Regions from separate parts of the Mus musculus genome. Here regions 2, 3 and 4 are each linked to region 1. Evidence: chromatin contacts called from public HiChIP or PLAC-seq, capture Hi-C and promoter capture Hi-C data. All regions are on one chromosome and are shown on one strand. The core of a region is the stretch at or near the end of the contact, and the rest is flanking DNA. Distances in the headings are between cores, read along the strand shown. Region 1 holds the start of Esr2 (estrogen receptor 2 (beta)). Region 2 holds the start of Wdr89 (WD repeat domain 89). Region 3 holds the start of Sgpp1 (sphingosine-1-phosphate phosphatase 1). Region 4 overlaps Gm40447 (collagen alpha-1(II) chain-like).

The links. Promoter capture Hi-C pulls out the DNA fragments that hold promoters and counts their contacts. HiChIP or PLAC-seq counts read pairs in DNA pulled down with a chosen protein or histone mark. Capture Hi-C pulls out chosen DNA fragments and counts their contacts.
Region 2: a contact with region 1 is called in a capture Hi-C map of embryonic stem cells, with 2.7 times the contacts expected there. The contact joins the promoter of Wdr89 here to the promoter of Esr2 in region 1. A contact is called at or near these places in 6 of 39 promoter capture datasets (the 3T3-L1 cell line, 3T3-L1-derived adipocytes, embryonic stem cells and 2 more), 1 of 484 Hi-C or Micro-C datasets (cortical neurons), 2 of 115 datasets of contacts at active chromatin or transcription factors (embryonic stem cells and stem cell-derived neural progenitor cells) and 1 of 9 other capture datasets (embryonic stem cells).
Region 3: a contact with region 1 is called in an H3K27ac HiChIP or PLAC-seq map of VIP interneurons, with 9 times the contacts expected there. The contact joins the promoter of Sgpp1 here to the promoter of Esr2 in region 1. A contact is called at or near these places in 7 of 39 promoter capture datasets (cranial neural crest, embryonic stem cells, hippocampal neurons and 2 more), 1 of 484 Hi-C or Micro-C datasets (embryonic stem cells), 6 of 115 datasets of contacts at active chromatin or transcription factors (VIP interneurons, embryonic stem cells, large pre-B cells and 1 more) and 1 of 9 other capture datasets (embryonic stem cells).
Region 4: a promoter capture Hi-C map of liver shows a contact between it and region 1, with 2.2 times the contacts expected there. The contact joins the enhancer-like site here to the promoter of Esr2 in region 1. A contact is called at or near these places in 18 of 39 promoter capture datasets (the 3T3-L1 cell line, 3T3-L1-derived adipocytes, the C10 cell line and 11 more), 2 of 15 datasets of contacts at CTCF or cohesin (the NIH/3T3 cell line and large pre-B cells), 4 of 484 Hi-C or Micro-C datasets (3T3-L1-derived adipocytes, embryonic stem cells and liver), 7 of 115 datasets of contacts at active chromatin or transcription factors (embryonic basal ganglia, embryonic forebrain, embryonic heart and 4 more) and 4 of 9 other capture datasets (adipose tissue, liver, macrophages and 1 more).

Annotation. Positions count from the first base shown.
Region 1 is chr12:76,174,763-76,179,455 of GRCm38.p6, reverse strand. Esr2 (estrogen receptor 2 (beta)) reads left to right here and starts at 2,197. Exons shown (of 10, transcript NM_207707.1): 1 at 2,197-2,509.
Region 2 is chr12:75,666,819-75,671,511 of GRCm38.p6, reverse strand. It overlaps Wdr89 (WD repeat domain 89), which reads left to right and starts at 1,975. Exons shown (of 2, transcript NM_028203.1): 1 at 1,975-2,040. Gm34717 (a long non-coding RNA gene) reads right to left here and starts at 1,787. Exons shown (of 3, transcript XR_381697.2): 1 at 1,431-1,787.
Region 3 is chr12:75,733,430-75,738,122 of GRCm38.p6, reverse strand. It overlaps Sgpp1 (sphingosine-1-phosphate phosphatase 1), which reads left to right and starts at 2,394. Exons shown (of 3, transcript NM_030750.3): 1 at 2,394-3,210. The coding sequence starts at 2,560.
Region 4 is chr12:75,763,304-75,767,996 of GRCm38.p6, reverse strand. The region is part of intron 3 of Gm40447 (collagen alpha-1(II) chain-like); the gene reads left to right. Among named protein-coding and RNA genes, the nearest start is that of Sgpp1, 30 kb to the right of the region's middle. Within about 2 kb of position 2,041, at least 33 of the 459 cell types and tissues checked have an H3K27ac peak or open chromatin away from gene starts, as enhancers often do. A contact at or near this core is called in adipose tissue, liver and trophoblast stem cells, where this site is marked.

The sequences.
Region 1 (4,693 bases), core at 948-3,447:
CCTTCTCTCCTTCCATCTTTTAATTTTAGTTATTTAGTTTTATGTATGTGGGTGTTTAGCCGGCATGTGTGTAAGTATGTGTACCATATATGTGCCTAGTGACTGGAGGTCAGAAGAGAGTATTGGCTCCCCTGGGACTGGAGTTACAGGTAATTGTGAGTCGCCATGTGGGTGCTGGAACTGAGCCCAGCTCTTACATAAATCCTTCCACCTCCTTGGGTTCTGTGAACTAAACGCTGGTCTGTCAGACTAGCTCGGCAAGTTCATTTATTGGTTGAGCTATCCTGGCCTCCCTCCAGATGAATCTTGTTAACAAAGTATCATTAAATGAACTGATTTGTTTAAGATCGCTACTGCAACTTTTCTACCAAGGCAGGAAAGGAGGAAGGACTGAGTGACACAGGACACACAGACACACAGGAAAGGACACAGGGACGTGCAGACTGGGAAGTATTAATCTCATCCTTGCCTATCCTCACCAGGATGGACTCAGTAGCTACCCACTCTCCCATCCACTCTACCTTTCCTAAAAGGACAGGGACATTCTATCTCACAAATGGAGAGAACCCAGGACTTTTAGCTTAAATGAAACCTGTACATGGGATGAATGGGGGCAGCGAGCTTTGTTTTTGTTTTTTTCGAGATAGGGTTTCTCTGTGTAGCCCCGGCTGTCCTGGAACTCACTTTGTAGACCAGGCTGGCCTCGAACTCAGAAATCCGCCTGCCTCTGCCTCCCAAGTGCTGGGATTAAAGGTGTGAGCCACCACCGCCCGGCAGCAGCGAAACTTTTGGTATAGCCTTTGCTCATAGTCTATAAAGACCGTGCTTCTCCACATATGTAGTCTGCGGTGCCTACCTGTGGCACTCATAAACCCGGGCCTCAGAAAGGTCCCCGAAGGCGTTTTGGTTACACCCAAAATGTTGAGGCTGACATTGTATAAGTTTCCCTCCAAATCCCCCCCGCCCCCCCCCCCCCCCCCGGTTTTCTTCTATTAGAGTACCGTCCACCAAGAATCACATTCTGGGTCTGAAGGGACATCTCAGCTGTTAAGATAGCTTGCTGCTCTTGTACAGAAGCCTAATTCTGTTCCCAGCACCCATACGCAGGAGGGAATCCCGCACCTATAGTCTCCGTAGACATCTGCACGCCTGTGTACATACCCATGTGTGCATAATTTAAAAGATAAAAAGTAGATCTTTAAAATCCTTCACAAACATCCCCGTGATGTGTGCGGATGGCTTGACGATTAATTAGGTACACCAGTGACACCAGGTTGGCCTACAGGTCATTTGTTTTCCTTTTAACTTTTGCCACCAAAGGCTGCCTTAAAGCCAGTTGTTTCCTCAAAGACTATAAGGTATGGTTTCAGCCTTTGTGTAGAAGGGTCACTTCCAGGCTAAGCGATTGAGCTGGGAGGATCAGATCTACCATCAGGGGGCGCCAGAGACCCTCTCCGCCCCTGTAAAAGCGCAGGCAGATTTTCTCCAGGTGAATTCCAGGAGGCTCGCGGGATCTTGGACCTAACCCATTGCCTTTTTTTCTTTTTCTTTTTCTTTTTCTTTTTCTTTTTCTTTTTCTTTTTCTTTTTCTTTTTCTTTTTCTTTTCTTTTTTTTTTTTAACGAAACAAAACAAAACAAAACAAAAAACAACTCGTTTTCTCTCCCGGCTTCCATCGCCAGCCGCTGATAGATGAGCGTTCAAACCTTCACCTCCAGCCCCATTGCCTTGCCTTTCTGGAGCACAAGCTAACACTCCCTGCAAAGGAATCTGCCTTCATTACTTCGTTATTACTGCTAATTTCGGTGCTATTACCCGAAACCGGGGCCTGGCCCATGCTTCTCAAGGAGAGTTGTCAAACTTAAGCATTTAATGACACGCACGTAGGTCAAAGTATGGAAACAGGATTAAGTGTGGTCCCTGGACGCACGCGGTTAAGTCCAGAATCCCTGGGGATCTGGTCAGAAATTCCCATTCCCGGGCCCCCATCTCGATCCTTCATCGTCAGTCTATTGGAAGCGGGGTGTCCCTAGAGGATGACTGTGAAGTGGCTGGAGGTCCACATCCAGTGGATCTGGTTGCACGGCGCGGGAGTGCCTGAGATCTCTGGCTCCCGGTTTGTGGTCACGTGGGCTTCTCAGCTACCCTCCCACACTCTTTCCAGGTCTTTAAAAGAAAGACGCACTAACGTTCGTTCGTTAGTCGTGGGCAGTCTTTGCAGCTTCTCCAGCTGCTGGCCCTTTTGAAAGGCACTCTCGGGTCCCTGCCTTCTCCCAGGCTTCTAGCATCAACCACCTCTTGAAACTTCCTGGGAGTAGAGGAGGTGGGGAGCTGGCCTGGAGGGAGCGGCTTGTGCGGCCACTGGCATCCCTTGGCATCCGGGTCTGCAGTAGAGTCTGGCAGCCGCCGCAGGCTGAGCGACAACCAGTGGCTGCGAGTCCCGCTCAGGGACCGAGGAAAGTACGTGTCTGCATTTAGAGAATGCAAAAGAGAGAATGTCCACCCGCTAGGTAAGTGTCCCTTTGCTCATAGTGAGGCTTAATTGACTTTGTGGGAAGCCGGCAGAGTATAGAACAAAAAAAAAAGGGGGGGGGAGGGTTGGGGCACGGGCATGTATGCAACTGTTCTGAACACTACCGGAAACAGAAATTTTTACTGACTTTTGGTTTAGTTATATAAATATAATTTCATTTTAAAGGAAGAAAATTCCTGTGGTTTTCCTAGCAGTGGATACGATGATGACGCTTCTTGCTTGAGTGTGGTGGACCAGGGAAGATATGCCTATCTTAGGCAGGTGATCATGGCTTGTCGACTGGCAATCCTTAGTCGTGTCAGAAATAGAGTTTAACTTCTTTCCTGGATAGTCTGAGAAAGATTAAATCTGATTTCTCTTATATGCTGAAGAGGAATCTAACTGTTGCTTCTTCCTGATTACCTGTGGTGACAGTTTCATAGTGGAAAGAGTGAATATTGGTATGTGTGTGTGTGTGTGTCTGTGTGTGTGTGTATAAAACAAAACTATGAATTTGAGCGCTATTCAGAAAGCAAGCGTGACAATTTAACTTAGGATTTAGAAGGCAGGTTTGTGTTTGGCACATAGTACCCTCGAGGAAAGATGTTTATGTCTTGTTCTATTTCAAGTGTTTTTGTAAGCATCACTTGAAATTTCATTGTTACTATAATGATCCGGCTCATGGTGGATATTTCCTCTCTCCGTGTAAATGTTATTTAAAGAGTGAAAGGAAAGATTAGAAAGAGGATATATAGTGACAACAAGAAGAGTGTAATCAGTAGCTTCATTTTCTTACCAGAGCAAGTCTGATTGTAAGGGTTCTCAACCAGTGGGTCGCGACCCCTTTGAGACACCCCCCCCTCCCCTCGATCTCCAAAAACATTTACATTATGATTCATAACAACAGCAAAATTACAGTTATAAAGTAGCAATGAAAACAATTTTATGGTTGGAGGTTAGCATAACACAAGGGTCTGTATTAAAGAAATTGCCCCACTAGGAAGGCTGAGACCATTTCTCTACAGCATTCTATATGAAGTAAAAGATGAGGTTTTATCAGTCAGGGTTAAAGCAGAAACTTTAGGATTTCATTTTATGTTCAATAGATGTCTAGATGAATCTGAAATTCTTATTTCAAGAGCAGTTTTAAAGACAACACTTTAAGTCTTGCCTAAGATATATAAATGCTTGAAATCAACAAAAAGCATGCAGAAGACAATTCCAAGGTGGGTCTGAGGAACCCAAATGGATCTAGTCAGATTGAACGTTTCTCAGGATTTATTTTTAATATAAAAATGTGAAATTTAGTACTAAATTCAATATATCAAATATATAAATTAGCATTTAATAGACCTCATGTCCCTTTTAAAGACTAAAACACTGTAATTCTTATTAAATGTGTATCCAATAGGCAATGATATTTCATGTTAAAATTTTAGTTGATGTTTTGAGTCACTTTATGGAATGACTATAAAGTGATTATATAAAATTCCGAGGAATACACTCATTTGCAGGAAAGTTGTTTCTACTATATATGCAACGCCCTTGAAAACAGAACATTTGGCTATTAGACTTCATAATTTGGTGTTTAGTACATTGTTATAGAAATTTGAAAAAGTTCTACTTATTGCAACATTGTTTTTCCGACAGTTGCATTGAAGCTTTTAGAAGAAATACCACTCGAAGATTCGTGATAGAGAAGAGTTAGCTTTTTCTCCTTTTGGAAGACACATACTCAGTTTTAAAGAGTTGCGTGTAAGTCAGTTATTAGTGGCCAGTTTTATGGTTGCTTTAGAGTAAGTTTCCTTTGTTCCTATCATGAAACTGACTGAGGGACTTAGTATTTTCCTTCGGAAGAGATCCATGTAAAGAAAATAACTGCTAACCAGCAGCACACAGAAAGAGCACTTGGTGCCTAAGAGGTCTCTGTAAGGGTCCAGGGATGTAGGTCGGTTGGTAGATAGTCTGCCTAGCATGCACAAAGCCCTGGCCTCTATCCACAGCATCACATGAATCAAGTGTGGCGCTTCTTGCCTGTAATCCTAGAACTCAAAATACGGAAGCAGGAAGGTCAGGAGTTTAGGAACAACCGTGGCTATATAGCAAATTTTTATGCTAGCCTAGACTGCATGAGAGCTTGTCTTAGAAAAGAAAGGAGCAAGGATAGAAATGTATTTATACA
Region 2 (4,693 bases), core at 726-3,225, 510 kb after region 1:
GGGCCAGATGCACCAGTCAGAAATTACTAACCATTGCCTTCTCAAGTCCTTACAGGCCCTGCAAGACTCATCAGATCATTGGAGAGGCTGTATCTTTGTCTCCTGTCTGAGCCTGCCTGCAAGTTCCAGCCTGGTGACCTCATATGGGTAAAGAGGATCTGGACTGGAACAGCAATGAAGGTCACCCCATGAATGCACCATATCCAGCTGAAGGAGGCTACAGAAAATAATGACAAATGAGTTGTCACTAGGTCCTCCAAACCCCTAAAGACTGACAAGGGCCCTAGAATCATAGTTGTCCTATTTTGTCTTTTTCTCTCCTTTTGGAAAGGCTCCCAAGTCCCCATACGTCAGGGCACTGGGTATAAAAATGTAAAAAACCAGAACCAGGGAGCTCTTAACCAATCTATCCACTGAAACCCAAACTACCTTCCAGGTAGATTTCTGTAAAGTGCTACAACCAGAGACTACTGGGGCATGGCTCACTTGCTCCTGGGGAGAAGCGCATCCCTGGGTCCAGCACTATGGCTGCAGTTGATGCCCCTTCCCCGAAAGCCATTGTTCTTGGTTGGATAGCAAAACTGAGTCCTCTCCGGGTTACACGGATCCCTTCATAGTCCTAAAATAAGAACCATCACTACCTGTGATATAAAGATCAGGGCATGGCAAAGACCAAAACCCCGGGGGGTCAGGTTACAAGCCCCCTAGGATGGCAAGCTCCCAACTCCAATTTCCCCCAGGAATTCCCTTTAGTAACTTCATAGATAAAGGTCCAGAAGGCAGTGGAAGCCAGCATCTCAGTGTTCAGGATATGAAAAGAGTATGTCAGTTCCCTAACCATTCTTAACCCACTGTAGGTCAGGACTCCTGGCTATGCCATGACACCAAGACCGATATTAATTAGAAACTGCAACTAATCAAACAATAATCTCTATCTCCAACTCTACTAGCTGTAAATGGGACCAACCTAAACTCACCTTGGGGGGATTTCCAGGGGAAGGATACCTTTTAACAGCACCAAGATATATCCCCTAGTTAGTTCCCCTTATTCAGATTCCTGTGGGTATACACAGCACGTTAATTTCACGAGTCCCAGCCGAATGTATTTCCAGGGACAATCTGGCTTGTTTGCATTATCGCTTAACCAAGTACGTATTTTCTGAATTGTTTACACTGGAAAACGCGGTCTCATGGTTGTTATACCACAGGTATTCATCTATAATGAAAAGAGGGTAGAGTCCACCTAAACTAGATTCAGGGCTTCTTGGTGTTCAAGGACAGAGCTCATTCCCCTATTGGTAGGGCCAGATGTCATGTCTCCACTACAGTTGGAACATCAGCCCTGTATCAAACTAAAGTTTAAAAGCAACATCAAAATAGGACAGATGAGACAGGACCTGACCATTATGGACTTCAATTCCCAGAGTTACCTGGGGCCGAGGCAAAACTACCTCCAGATTTTGTAATTGCGCTCCTGTCAACCTTGAGTCATAGCCATGCTGGAGTGAAGGCCGGATACTGCTCGTTCAAACCCGCCTGTATAGCTAGGCTTTGTGATCACGTGTGGTTATTTCAGATCCACGAAATCCTGCCTCAGCCCCACTCCTCTGGTCCGCGAAATAACTTTACACCCGAGTCCGAGGAAGCGGAAGAAGTGCTGGAAGAAACTGCAAAGCCACATCCGCATGAAAAGGCGGAATCGGTGACGATCTTGCCTTTTATTGGCCACACGTCCAGGAAGCTGGGTCCCAGGGACTTCCGTTAACCTGACCTAGAGGGAGGTGTTGTATGGCGTGGTCCGTAGACCGAGTTACGCATGCGCAGACCTTCTGCCCTCGTCCAATCGGAAGGTAGCAAGCAAAGGCGCGCGGCTCCCGCTTCAGAAGAGCCCGCTGGTTATGGTCCGGCCTCTGTGCTATGGACCAATCCGCTTCAGCTTCCTCTATATTTTTACCCAATCAGAGCCGGAGGGCGGAGTTCCAGCCGGCCGTGGGCAGAGCGTGCGTTTTCTCCAGCTCCAGTGTGGGGTTTGCTGCGGAGGTACTTTCTGCTGGGCAGGGCGGGCAGCTCTCTCGACCGGCGGCCACTGGGTGGCACGCGCGTGGAGAGCCCTGGGCGGGGAGCGCAGAAGGGGAGCGGGTGGTGTGAGAGGGAGCACGTGCATGCGCAGGGACCGCGTGGGTCTCTGTATGCCAGGATGTGGGGTCCATGCCACCCGAAGGTCTCTGCTTCAGTTTCGAGGAAGGGTGGGTAGGTCCCTGCTCGCTCTTGCCTGCCCTTCCTCTCACTCATCCCACACCCACCTCCTGGCTCCGGCCTTTTTCCACATCAAAAAGCAGATTTTTTCATTTGGTACGCGGAGCCAAGTCGTACAGTATGTGCTGTGATGCAGGCTACTAGGCTAAGTTCCTTACGTGTGTGGTGTCATCTAGGCCACACAGCTGTCCACCGAGCTAGGTGCTGGTCGGGTGTGGTGAAGCACACCGGGGATCCCAGTACTGACTGGGAGGGAGGTAGAGGCAAGAGGATCTCTTTGAGTTTCCAGCTAACCAGTGCTTCTTGGGAAAACTTTGTCATGCACACACACACACACACACACAAACCTAATTCACAACGAAAACCACCCAAGAGGCAGTGCTGGCAGCATCTTATTTTTGTGAAATGTCTCATTTAGGCTAACTCTGACAACTTAAATTGAGGGAATTCAGCTTCCACAAATGTAAAATTAAAGATAGTACAACTAGTAAAACGCTCCTGTTTTCTTTCCTAACTTGAAATTGTTTTAAAGCCGGGCAGTGGTGGCACACGCCTTTGATCCCAGCACTTGGGAGGCAGAGGCAGGCGGATTTCTGAGTTCGAGGCCAGCCTGGTCTACAGAGTGAGTTCCAGAACAGCCAGGGCTACACAGAGAAACCCTGTCTTGAAAAAACAAAAAAAGAAAAGGAAAGAAAAAAGAAATTATTTTAAAATCCTAAACAGTGTACCAGGAAACCAGTTAATTGGTTATTATCCAAGTAAGATGAACTGGTAGGAAGGCATCAGTCTAAAGGTCTACTTCCTAACTTTGCTTTGCAATCATCAGGTTGTTAAAAAGTGCATGGTCCGTGCCAAATTGCTTCTCAGTGTTGTGATAATTCAGTGAAGATGTGGACTTATAGTCTATGTTATTGGTATCAACCATACCTGTTTCTGCTTCTTGTTTAAAGACCACAAAATCATGCAGCCTAGTTAACAATGTAAGTGTGAGATACCTCTGTGTTGACTACTTACCCGCCTATCTTGGGGTCAGGACAGTACTATCTAGAGAGCAGAAGTGAGAAGTGTCTAGCTCGTCTTTTTACCTTAGATTTTATAGAACAGGGCAAAAGTAAGTCAGCCCCTGTGACTGTTGAGGTTTCTTTCGTGTCCACCTTTGTTTAAAATCTTGACTGTTTTCTGCAACTTTCAGGGTTGGTTGGTTTGGGTTGGTTGGTTGGTTTGGGGTTTTGGAGTCAGGGTTTCTGTGAGGTTCTGGTGGTCCTAGAGCTCACTTTGTAAACTAGGCTAGCCTTAAACTTAGAGAACTTGGTGTTCTCTCAAGTGCTGGAATTATAGGCTTTCACATCAACCGAACTGCACCTTCTATTTATTATAAATAGAACTGAAAACATTGTGTGTTTTGTGTGTGTGTATGTGTGTATCTTTCTTGTTGTTTTTGAGGCAGGGCTTCAACCTATGTAGCTTTGGCTGACCTAGAATTTAGGCTAGCTTTGAACTCACAGATCCACCTGCCTCTGCCTCCTGCATGTTGGGGTTAAAGGCCAGTGTCTCACATCCAGCTTAAGACATTGCTTTTTGTTGTTTTTTTGTTTTGTTTTTTGAGACAGGGTATCTCTGTATAGCCCTGGCTGTCCTGGAACTCACTTTGTAGACCAGGGTGGCCTTGAACTCAGAAATCCACCTGCCTCTGCCTCCCGAGTGCTGGGGTTAGCTTTTTGTTGTTATGGTTTTTTTTTTTTTTCTTTCCCACTCTTATGCTAAAAGAACAAACAAAACAGAAACCCTACATTTCTACATTTTCAGTGGTCTCTCTAAAACAAAAGACAATCAAGTGGAGAAAAGAAGAAAACCTCACAGTCTCATTGTACTTTAGTCTGGACTCAAGCTCAAATGTATTAGTTGGAATATATACAGTTCACTGCTAAGCTTTCTGTCTTTGAATATTTTATTACATTGTGTGTGTGTGTGTGTGTGTGTGTGTGAGAGAGAGAGAGAGAGAGAGACAGAGACAGAGACAGAGACAGACAGACATGGCACTGCAACTGTGGAGGTCAGAGGACAACTTGGAATTTGCTCTTTACTTCCCCCTTGTAGGTCCAGGGAATCAATTTTAGGTCAGATGAGCACTCCCACTGGCCCTGTTGTTTTTGAAACAGGCTCTTGCACAATACCCCAGGCTGTCCTGAATTCACCATTTACCTTAGGTTGGCCTCAAAACCAGTGCCTCAGCTTCACAAATGCTAGGATTATAAGCCATCATAGCTGAATATTACTAAAGTTTTGAAAGGGTTTATTAGTCTCAGATTCAGATGGCTGCTATAACAAATTACTACAGATGTAGTGACTTACGACTGAATGCATGTGGCACTGAAGAGATGGCTCAGGGACTAGGAATGGTTTCTGTACAGGGTATGGTGGTCTATGCCTTTAATCC
Region 3 (4,693 bases), core at 1,145-3,644, 440 kb after region 1:
TAAATGGAGTACACAGACATTCCCAATTTCCATTGAAATTTCACCAGATTTCTGGAAGTGTTTTTCTTTTCCTTCCAGCAGAGGCTACAGAGCACAGAGTTTTCACAATGTATACAAGACCTAATGACAAGAGTGGCCTTTGTTCAAAGGCTCTACTGGAGGTGGAAGGCACAGGGTCAGAAGAGTAACTACAAAAAGTGCTTGTTCCTGATAGAGAGCCAGTAGGATTTGTGACAGAAATTCAGACAGAAATTAGGAGAACTGGGTTTGAGATACAGAAAAAGAATATACAAGTAAGATGTTAAATAAAAGTTACAGAAGTCACAGAAGACCTTTATTTTAGACAAGGCTCTTGCACTAGGCTCAAAACAAAAACAAACAAAAAAGAACTAACCAAAAACAGACACTCCTTGCTAAAGGTCTGTGCCATAAAACTCAACCTGACTCTATCTCCACTCTATAAGGAGAGTAACTTTGAAATGGCCACTTTCCCCACATTTTATTTTTTGAAAATACTTTAGCCCCTCCTGCTTCAACTTCCCAAGTGCTGGAATTACAGGCAAGCAAAACCATACCCAGTTTGGAGGCATGGATTTTTTTTTTAAGTTCATACATTCATTTTTATTCCTTCAATTATTCAATATTTGTGTTGGGTGCTAAGGATATAGAAATAGAGGGTAGTGTTTCTGAGGCAGAGGCGAGAGGATGCTACAAGTTCGGGATCAGTCTTGTTTATATAGCTAAATTCCAGGGTATCCAGGTTACATAGTTAGACCCTAGGGGTGGAGGGGACATATAAAAAATTATGTGTGATGTCCATCCTGTAACCCTACAATTTGGTGGTCTGGGGTTTCAAGACAAACAAAATACTCAGTTGTAGCAAACACCTGTTAGCTCAGTACTTGAAAATCAGACTTGGTCTCCACAGCAAGTTTCTGGCCAGCATAGCATGTTTTATTATAGATTATTTTTGCCAAATGCTAATAATGGTCTTTATTATTCAGAAACATCAACTAATAACACTACTCTGTGTATGTTCTGCTGGGCCCAAACTCAGAGCTTCCTGCTTGCTGGCTAAGAAGAGACACCCATAGCAAACCATGGTTACTTTGTATACCATTCTTCAGGCCCAGTATTCCTTTTCTCATGCTTGTCTGCTTTCCTAGGCTGTAAACGCTTTTACTTATTTTGATACAGTATCTTGTTATGAAGCCCCAGCTGTCCTCAAACTCCAAATCTTCCCATGTCAGCCTCCAAGCGCTGGGATTCGTCTGTGCTCCCTCAACCTTTCCAACCTCAGCAATTCCAGGGCCAGGGACTCGAGGCAATCCTCTTTATGACTGCAGCAAGTGGAATAGGAGGAGCTGGGAAGCAATCTTTCTTGGGAAATGAAACTATTTCTCATGGCTTACCAGCATGGAGCATTTTCCAGCCTCTTTCTTGGAAGTAGTTCAGTCTTTAATTATAGACATTCGTTTGCCTTGACTGAAAATAACTTCCTGGAATTAAAACTTTGAAATCTTTTAATAAAATCGGATCCATCTAGAAGTTAAAGTCAAGTTTGTGACTTGCAAGACAATCCTGTTAAGATTCTAGTTCAGCCTATCAGATTCCAAGTTCAAACCTGGCATGGTGCCCCAGTAACCCCGAGTCTTGGGGGGCTTCACCAGAAGGATCAACAGTTCAGGGCTAGCCTTAACTACATAGCAAGGCTGAGGCCAATCTCGGCTAAATGATATACCCTGGTTCAAAAACAAAAACAAAACAAAACAAACAACAACAACAAAACAAAAACAAAAACAAAAAAACAAACAAACAAAAAAACAAACCCGAAACTCACAAAAAGAAAACGATAAAAGACAAAACAAAAAATACCCTCAGAATTCTCCACGCTACATTCTCCCACTAACTATGTGTTCTGAGCAATCTTGCTAAGTGCTAGAATTTATTAAGGAAATTTTACACCTAAATTCGCTTAAGAGACGTATGTGATGAGTGACAGTCAGATTTTACTTGGTAGGTGACTGGCTTTTCCTTTGCAGACCACAGCTGTGTCAGCGATCACATACCCAGGCTCTGTCCTGGATTATCTACGGTTTTCTAATCTTGCCACCGCTGGTCAATTGGCACGTGGCTTTCCGGACATCAACCATCCGAGACAGCTCTGAAATTAGTTGCTAATTAATGGCGTGAGTCGGACGATTCCGGTTTCGCGGCGGTTACTTTGCCTCCATTCATCACGCCCCAATTGATTCCAGGCTAATAAAAGCCGCGGGCAGCTCCTGGGTCACCAGCCCTGCCTAGACCCGCACTGTTCTTCGCACAGCAACCAGGAGCACCGGGAGGCGGGGCTTCGGCGACAGCTCCGGGCTGCGCGCGCGGCGCGGGCCTCCGTGAGCGCGCCAGGGGAGGGGCGCGCGGGGCGCAGGGCGCGCGCGGCGGCCGCTGCGGCCTGTTGGCGCGGTCGCCGGCAGCCTCGAGCGAGTCGAGCTAGGCACCGTGGCGGCTGTGGCTGGCGAGGAGCGCGTGGCCGGATCAATTCCCGAGTGGCCCGCGACCATGTCCCTGGGGCAGCGGCTGGCTCTGCTGGCCAGCCGTCTGCAGGAGCCGCAGCGGGTGGCGAGCTTCCAGCGTCTGTGTGGGGTGGAGGTGCCGCTCAGCAGCCCGGCGGCGGACGAGGATGCAGAGACCGAGGTTCGCGGAGCCCCGGGAGAACCCCGGCGACGGGGACGGCAGCCGGGCGCTGAGGACAGCCCCGCCAAGGCGGACTGCTGCGGTGCCCCGAACGGCGTGCGCAACGGGCTGGCGGCCGAGCCGGGCCCGACCGGGCCCCGCCGCGCGGGCTCGCAGCGCCGCAACTCGTTGACGGGCGAGGAGGGCGAGCTGGTCAAAGTGAGCAACTTGCCGCTCTACTACCTGTTCTGCTTAGGCACGGAACTGGGCAACGAGCTCTTCTACATCTTATTCTTCCCCTTCTGGATCTGGAATCTCGACCCCTTTGTGGGCCGGAGGCTGGTGATCATCTGGGTGCTGGTCATGTACCTGGGCCAGTGCACCAAGGACATCATCCGCTGGCCACGGCCGGCCTCGCCGCCTGTCATCAAGCTGGAGGTCTTCTACAACTCGGAATACAGCATGCCCTCCACGCATGCCATGTCAGGCACCGCCATCCCCATCGCCATGTTCCTGCTCACCTATGGCCGCTGGCAGGTACGCTGTGCCCCTCAGCTCCACGGTCGAGTTTCCAGTGCTTTCTGAACTTTCTTTTTCCCCTTTTTTTAAAAATTTGCCTCTTCCCGTCCAAAACCCCAACCCACAGGTTCTCACAGTACCCACGCAGGTCCTGTCAGAGTTCTAGAAAATTAACTGATGACGGTTCTTAAACACTAAACTGTATTTTAATACAGTTGGGTATAGTTTCTTAGACCCCCACCCCCCAAGGAAACACTTTTCGTGCATTGAATCCTTGAGCTTAGACTGAGTTTTTAAACTTAGTTCGTCTGATGCACAGTGGTGATTCAGTGTACTTAAAATGAAACACTTGGTAACTGAGACCCGGTTTCACTGCAATACATGGTGTTTACAATGTAAAATTAAAGAGTGTTTTCAAAACAGTAGTATAATTTCGGCACAGGCACATTCCAAGCACTAAAGTAATGACAGTTAAGAAAAAAAGCCGAAAGGTAAAGGAACAGAATCTAGATGAGTTCGTCGTAAAGGATTGACTGCAGGTCTGTTAAGACACTTCACTTCTGTCTCTGGTCTGGAGAACCAGTTGTTAGTTGCTACACTGTTACTATGGCGGTAACTGTAACCCTGCAGTTATAGGCTTTGCCTTCCGAGGAGCTGGATTGGTTATAATGGCGTTTGACATCGGGGGCAATTTGTCCATCAAGAGTTTTTAATGGTAGTCATTTTTTTAATTTGCCTGCGTTTTGGGGCTTCCCTAATTTGAGCTTCCTAGGGTTTGTTTGCAAGTGATACTTGAGTTTACAATTTAATTATCTTTCACACAGAAGCAAAATATATTTGTCTACTGGTCTTGCTTTATCTGTCTTAAATTGTATGATTTGTTAGTCTTTCGGACCAGACTCTTAAGAATAAAGTGCATCGGTTTTGGAGAATCTAGGAAAACTCATTATCTTTTTTTTTAACTCCCTTTTATTGCACAAGATTGAGAAATGCCAACTGTGCTGTAAAACTCCATTATAGGCTTACTTAACCCACGTTGAGTTTCAGTATGGGTAAATGTTGCCAGTATCATCCCAGGCCCTCTCTACTGTGCAATTCATCTGTTTTACAGTAACAGAAATCAGGCATGGACCCAGGAAGAATGACGGAATTAGGAGGGGAGACTAAGATAGAAAGTTCTTTTCTTATTTAACCCCTGGTGATACATGGTCACATTTGGATTGTAAAAACAGTGTTGCCTGTTTGGGGTGGAAAAAAAATATCTAAAAATTCCCATCTGATCTAATTATTCCAGAAAGTGAGATTGTCAATGTGTTCGGCATGCTGTTTACTGTGACTGTGTGCTGCTGTTTGTCTTACTGATGGGGGACTTTCTACTGTCTCTTCTCTGATGGGCTGCTGCTAACACTGCGGGAGGGGGCAAAGGAGAGGGAGAGAGAGTGAGAGAGAGAGAGTGAGTTGGTTCTGCTCTTTAGTTATTCAGGACACACGCTAACAGGAA
Region 4 (4,693 bases), core at 792-3,291, 410 kb after region 1:
ACTGAACCCAGTTCCTCTGCCAGAGCAGCCGGCGCTTGAAACCTCTGAGCATCTCTCCAGGCTCCAAGAGCTAAGAAGTTTGAAACAGGAGTCGTGATGATGGGGCTCTCATGACTTAGAATAATGGTGTTATTAATGTTCGTGGTGCTGGGGACCAACCCAGGGACATGAGCAAGCTAGCAAGCCAGTATCACTGAACTGATACTGTCCCACTGTCCCAGATTAGTATGCTTGGAAAAGAGACCCAGGGGAGGGCAAGTGTCCCTTCCAGCACATGAGGACACAGATGACATTTTCAGTTAAGCAAAGACTCATGAAGACACTGAATTTCTTGATACTTTGATCTTAAACTTCCTGCTCTGCAAAACTATGAGAAATCAACTTCAATTTGTAAGTTATTTAGGCTAAAGTATTTTTAAGTCGCTTCATCTCATTTATTTTACTCATGTATTTACACATGGCATACTTGTGGGAAGTCTCAGGACACCTTGGCAGGGGTTGATTCTCTCTTTCTACCATCTCGATCTGTTACTCACTGAGCCACGATGTCACCAGCCTCCGTGGGACAGTGTGTTCTTAATCTGCATGATGCCTGGGTTTGAGCCCTAACACTGAGAAGTAAAATGCATATATGCATTGTGCTGATTAGAATGTGTGCAGGGGCTGGAGAGCTGGCTCATGGGTAAGAGTACTTACTGCTCTGGCAGAGGCCCCCATCCTGGGGCTCCAGTGCGGCCTTCTGACCTCTGAGGAATCCTGCATGCAGGTGGTGCTCAACAATTCACACAGACACAGACAAAGCCATAATTATTTTCACCTGTTTATCAGAGACCAGCCAAGTTTAACATCAAGTGCAATTACAGGAGCAACATTGGGTGACTTCCTGGCGCTTCTCCGGGATGACGTCAGGGTAGCGCTCTCACAGAAGAAACAGAACACTCACAAACCAATCTGTACTTTGGAGGTTGAGAAGCCGAGGGACTTAAAACCATCAAAACAGCACAGCTGTGCAGCAGTTAGAGGCCTCCGCAGGGAAGGGTGCCTGCTGCCACGCCTGATGACCTGAGTTCCAGCCCCAGGACCCACACAGAGGAAGGAGAAAAGAGTCACTCACTCACACACACACACACACACACACACACACACACACACACACACACACAAAGTGTATTAAAAACTTTGGAGGGAAAAATCTGTGAAAACCTTTGAGGTGTTTATTCTGTAGAAAAGACATCTGAAGTTCTGGGGGGGGGGGGAGGAAAGGGAGCTGCGTGATATATGAGTGTCAAGGGTGCAAAATTTGAGCCGAATGAACAATACCAAAGCAGCAAGGCAGATTCCTGCATAAGTTGAGTTTTAGGACTGAACAAGGAAGTGTTCTCTGAAAGAACAATAAGTGCTGTTAGCCGCCGCCGAGTCATCTCTCTAGTCCCACTGAGATGTTTTATTTTGTTTGGCTGGTTTTATACACACACACACACACACACACACACACACACACACACACACACACGGCAGGTTTATTGGGAAGGTTTTTCCTCTGGAAAAGCAGAAAATGCTCTTAACTGCTGACCCTTCTTTCTAGACTCCTGAGTTAACTCTTTTCAAAATGTTTTTCTTTTTCTTTTTGTGAATTAACTCTTAAGGGAGGAGACTATGATATTCAATGGTCTAACTCAAATTCACAGATCCAGATGTGAGTCACCATACCTGGTTACTCCATTGTTTTGACCAGGAGGAAACGGCTTTAGACTTTCGCGTAATGGGTTTCAACAGAGCTCCAGTAGCTGTCCTCAGATGCCTCCAAGACTACCGTAACTTTTCCCTTCAAGATCTAAAATCCTCTAGGAGATGAGCTGAATCGAGGGAGAAATAAATACAACCCATTGCTATCATGAAAATCCAGAAATCCAACTCCAAAGTTGCTCACTAGAAGGAATGAGTGTCTGAACAGGACTTCCGGTCACTTCCTCATGCAGAGCCTGCAGGCAGCGCTTTTGGAAAGAGATAAGAAACCAGAGCTTCCTTCTGTCCTTCCTGCCTGGAAAACCAGGGCTCCTTCCTGCTTCTGGCTAAAAATGGGCCTGTTCACCCTAGGAGTCCTGACCTTAAACTGCCTAGTCAACTCTAATTGCCAGTCCTTATCACTAGTGATAATGAAACTAACAGCCCACTACTTACTGAAGATTTATGCATACCAAGCTCTAGTCTAAATTCTTTGCATGAATTAACTCCTTGTATCCTCAAAATACTCCTAGGAAAAAAAGTAAGCGAACAATAGGCAGATCTTGGGCTAGGAGTAAGTCTGATAGACCTCTTGCCTCTGGGGTCACTCCCCACAAAACAGGCAGATTTATATATATATATATAGTAGGTGGTTCTGGGATTCAAACTTAGGTCATCAGTCTTTTACTATTTGACCCATCTTGCCAGCCCTACATTAGCTACTTGAGCTTAACTCTCTTTCTCTGTCTGTCTTACTCTGTCTCTCTCTGTCCCTCTGTGTGCACATGTGCATGTGTACATGTGCTCTTCTCTGCATGCACAAGTAGAAATCAAAGGTCATTGTTGAATGTTTTCCTTAGTCACTCTCCACGCTACAATAAATGTATTTATTTATTTTGTTTTATGTATATGGGTGTTTTGCCTGCATGTATGTCTACATCCTATTTATGCAGTATCTGAGGAAGCCACAGAAGGTATAGGATCTTCTGGGACTACAATTAGCAGAGGACTGATGACCTGTAAAAATCTGAGATGTGAAAAGATAATTGAACAGATATGCTCTAATATATGGCACACACACATACAAACAAGCAAAATGTACACATGTGCATATACATATACATGCATATGTACATGTATATATGCATGTATTTCTATGTGCACATAGAAATGCATCTAGTTGCTGAGCAGTAGAGGTGCATGCCAGTAACCCCAGCACTAGGGAGGCAGAGGCAGGTAGATAGATCTCTGTGAGTTCAAGGCCAACCTAGTCTGTGGAGAGCCTTGAGCAATTGCCATCATGAGCCTCCGCTGTGCCTAGCTGGTAAACAAGTAATGTGCGCAGGTGCAAGAGTAAATTCATGCCAAGTCACTGCCCATCCCGGGGCGTAGTAGTGGGATGATGAGTGAGCAGCTAGTCAGGAGCTGACACGTCACATGGAGGGGTATATAAGCAGCATCATTTTCTTTGTTCGGGGTTGTTGTTCTTCTTTCGCCTATGCAATCAATGCTCTCCCAATAAACGTGTGCAGAAGGATCCTGTTGCAGCGTCGTTCTTCCTGGCCAGTTGAGCGCGCGCAAGACTAGTCTACAGGGTAAGTTATAGAACAGTCAAATGTCTCAAAGAACCAATATGTTATGGTGGCATGAGTACTCATGTGCCTTAGTTTGTTTTTTGGTGTTGTGATAAACACCATGACCCAAATAACATAGGAATAGAAGGGTTTATTTCATCTTAGAACTCCAGATCATAATCTATCATTGAGGGAAGTCAGGGCGGGAACTTGGAACAGAGACCATAAAGGAATGCTGTATACTGGCTTGCTAAGCCTATTTCTTATACAACCCAGGAGTGGCATTGCCCATATTGGTCTGTACTCCACCCCCACCCCCATCAATCATTAATTAAGACATGCCAATAGGCCAATCTGCTGGAGGCAACCTCACCTGAGATTCTCTTTCCAAGTGACAGTAGTTTGTGTCAAATTAACAAAAACTAACCAGCCCAATATGTAGGGACACACATGTATGTATTGTCCTTACATACATTCTTGGGGCCACTTCTAGGAATTTGGCAGGAATTTGACATTAGGCCAGAACAAGGAAGTCGGCTCAAGATGAATACAGGAATGTGCTCTTTGTATCTTGATGGGTCTTGTGACCCTGAATACAGTAATCATGGGATCTTTGTTTATGCTTTGTCTGTTCCTTAACTACTCTGATTATGCCTTAGGACTGACCTGGTTCTTTGTATGTACCTAGAATGATATAAAAGCAGAATGGAAGAAAATAAACCCGCTTCAGCCTCAGCACTGGGGGGAGTCAGGTTACAGCGCTGTCTAATTGTCTTTTTCTTCTCAGTCCTCGCTCCCTCCCTTGACACCCTGTTGAATGACCCTGGCTTGGTCAATGTATAAATATGTGTGCAATACACATACATACTTACTTTTTATCAAAAAAGAGAGAAATGTGCATTTCTTCTTCACACACACAGAAAGAGAGAGAGAGAGAGATAGGAGAGAGAGAGAGATTCGAATTAGAATGGCGGTCCCTAGTTGGTGGGATGGTTTGTCACACATTAGGATGTATGACTTTGTTGAAGCTAGTGTGTCACTGAGGGTGGGCTTTGAGGTCATATGCCAAAGCCATTTCCAGACAGCTCTCTGTTTCCTATTCCATTGTCATGCTCCCCACCACGATGGTTATAGACTAACTTTTAAATCTCTCAGCCCCAATATCTTCTTGGTTCTATAAGTTGCCTTAGTCATGGTGTCTCTTCACAGCAACAGAAAGGTAGCTTAGACACAGATATACAGACACACATACACACACACTAAATGAGAGACTAGAGCCAGATGTAGTGTTATGTTTGTGACCCTAGAACTTGGAACGCTGAGCTCAAAACCAACCCGAGATAAGGAGTTTCAGTCTAACCTAAGCTACAGAAGACACTGACTCAGAAACAAAC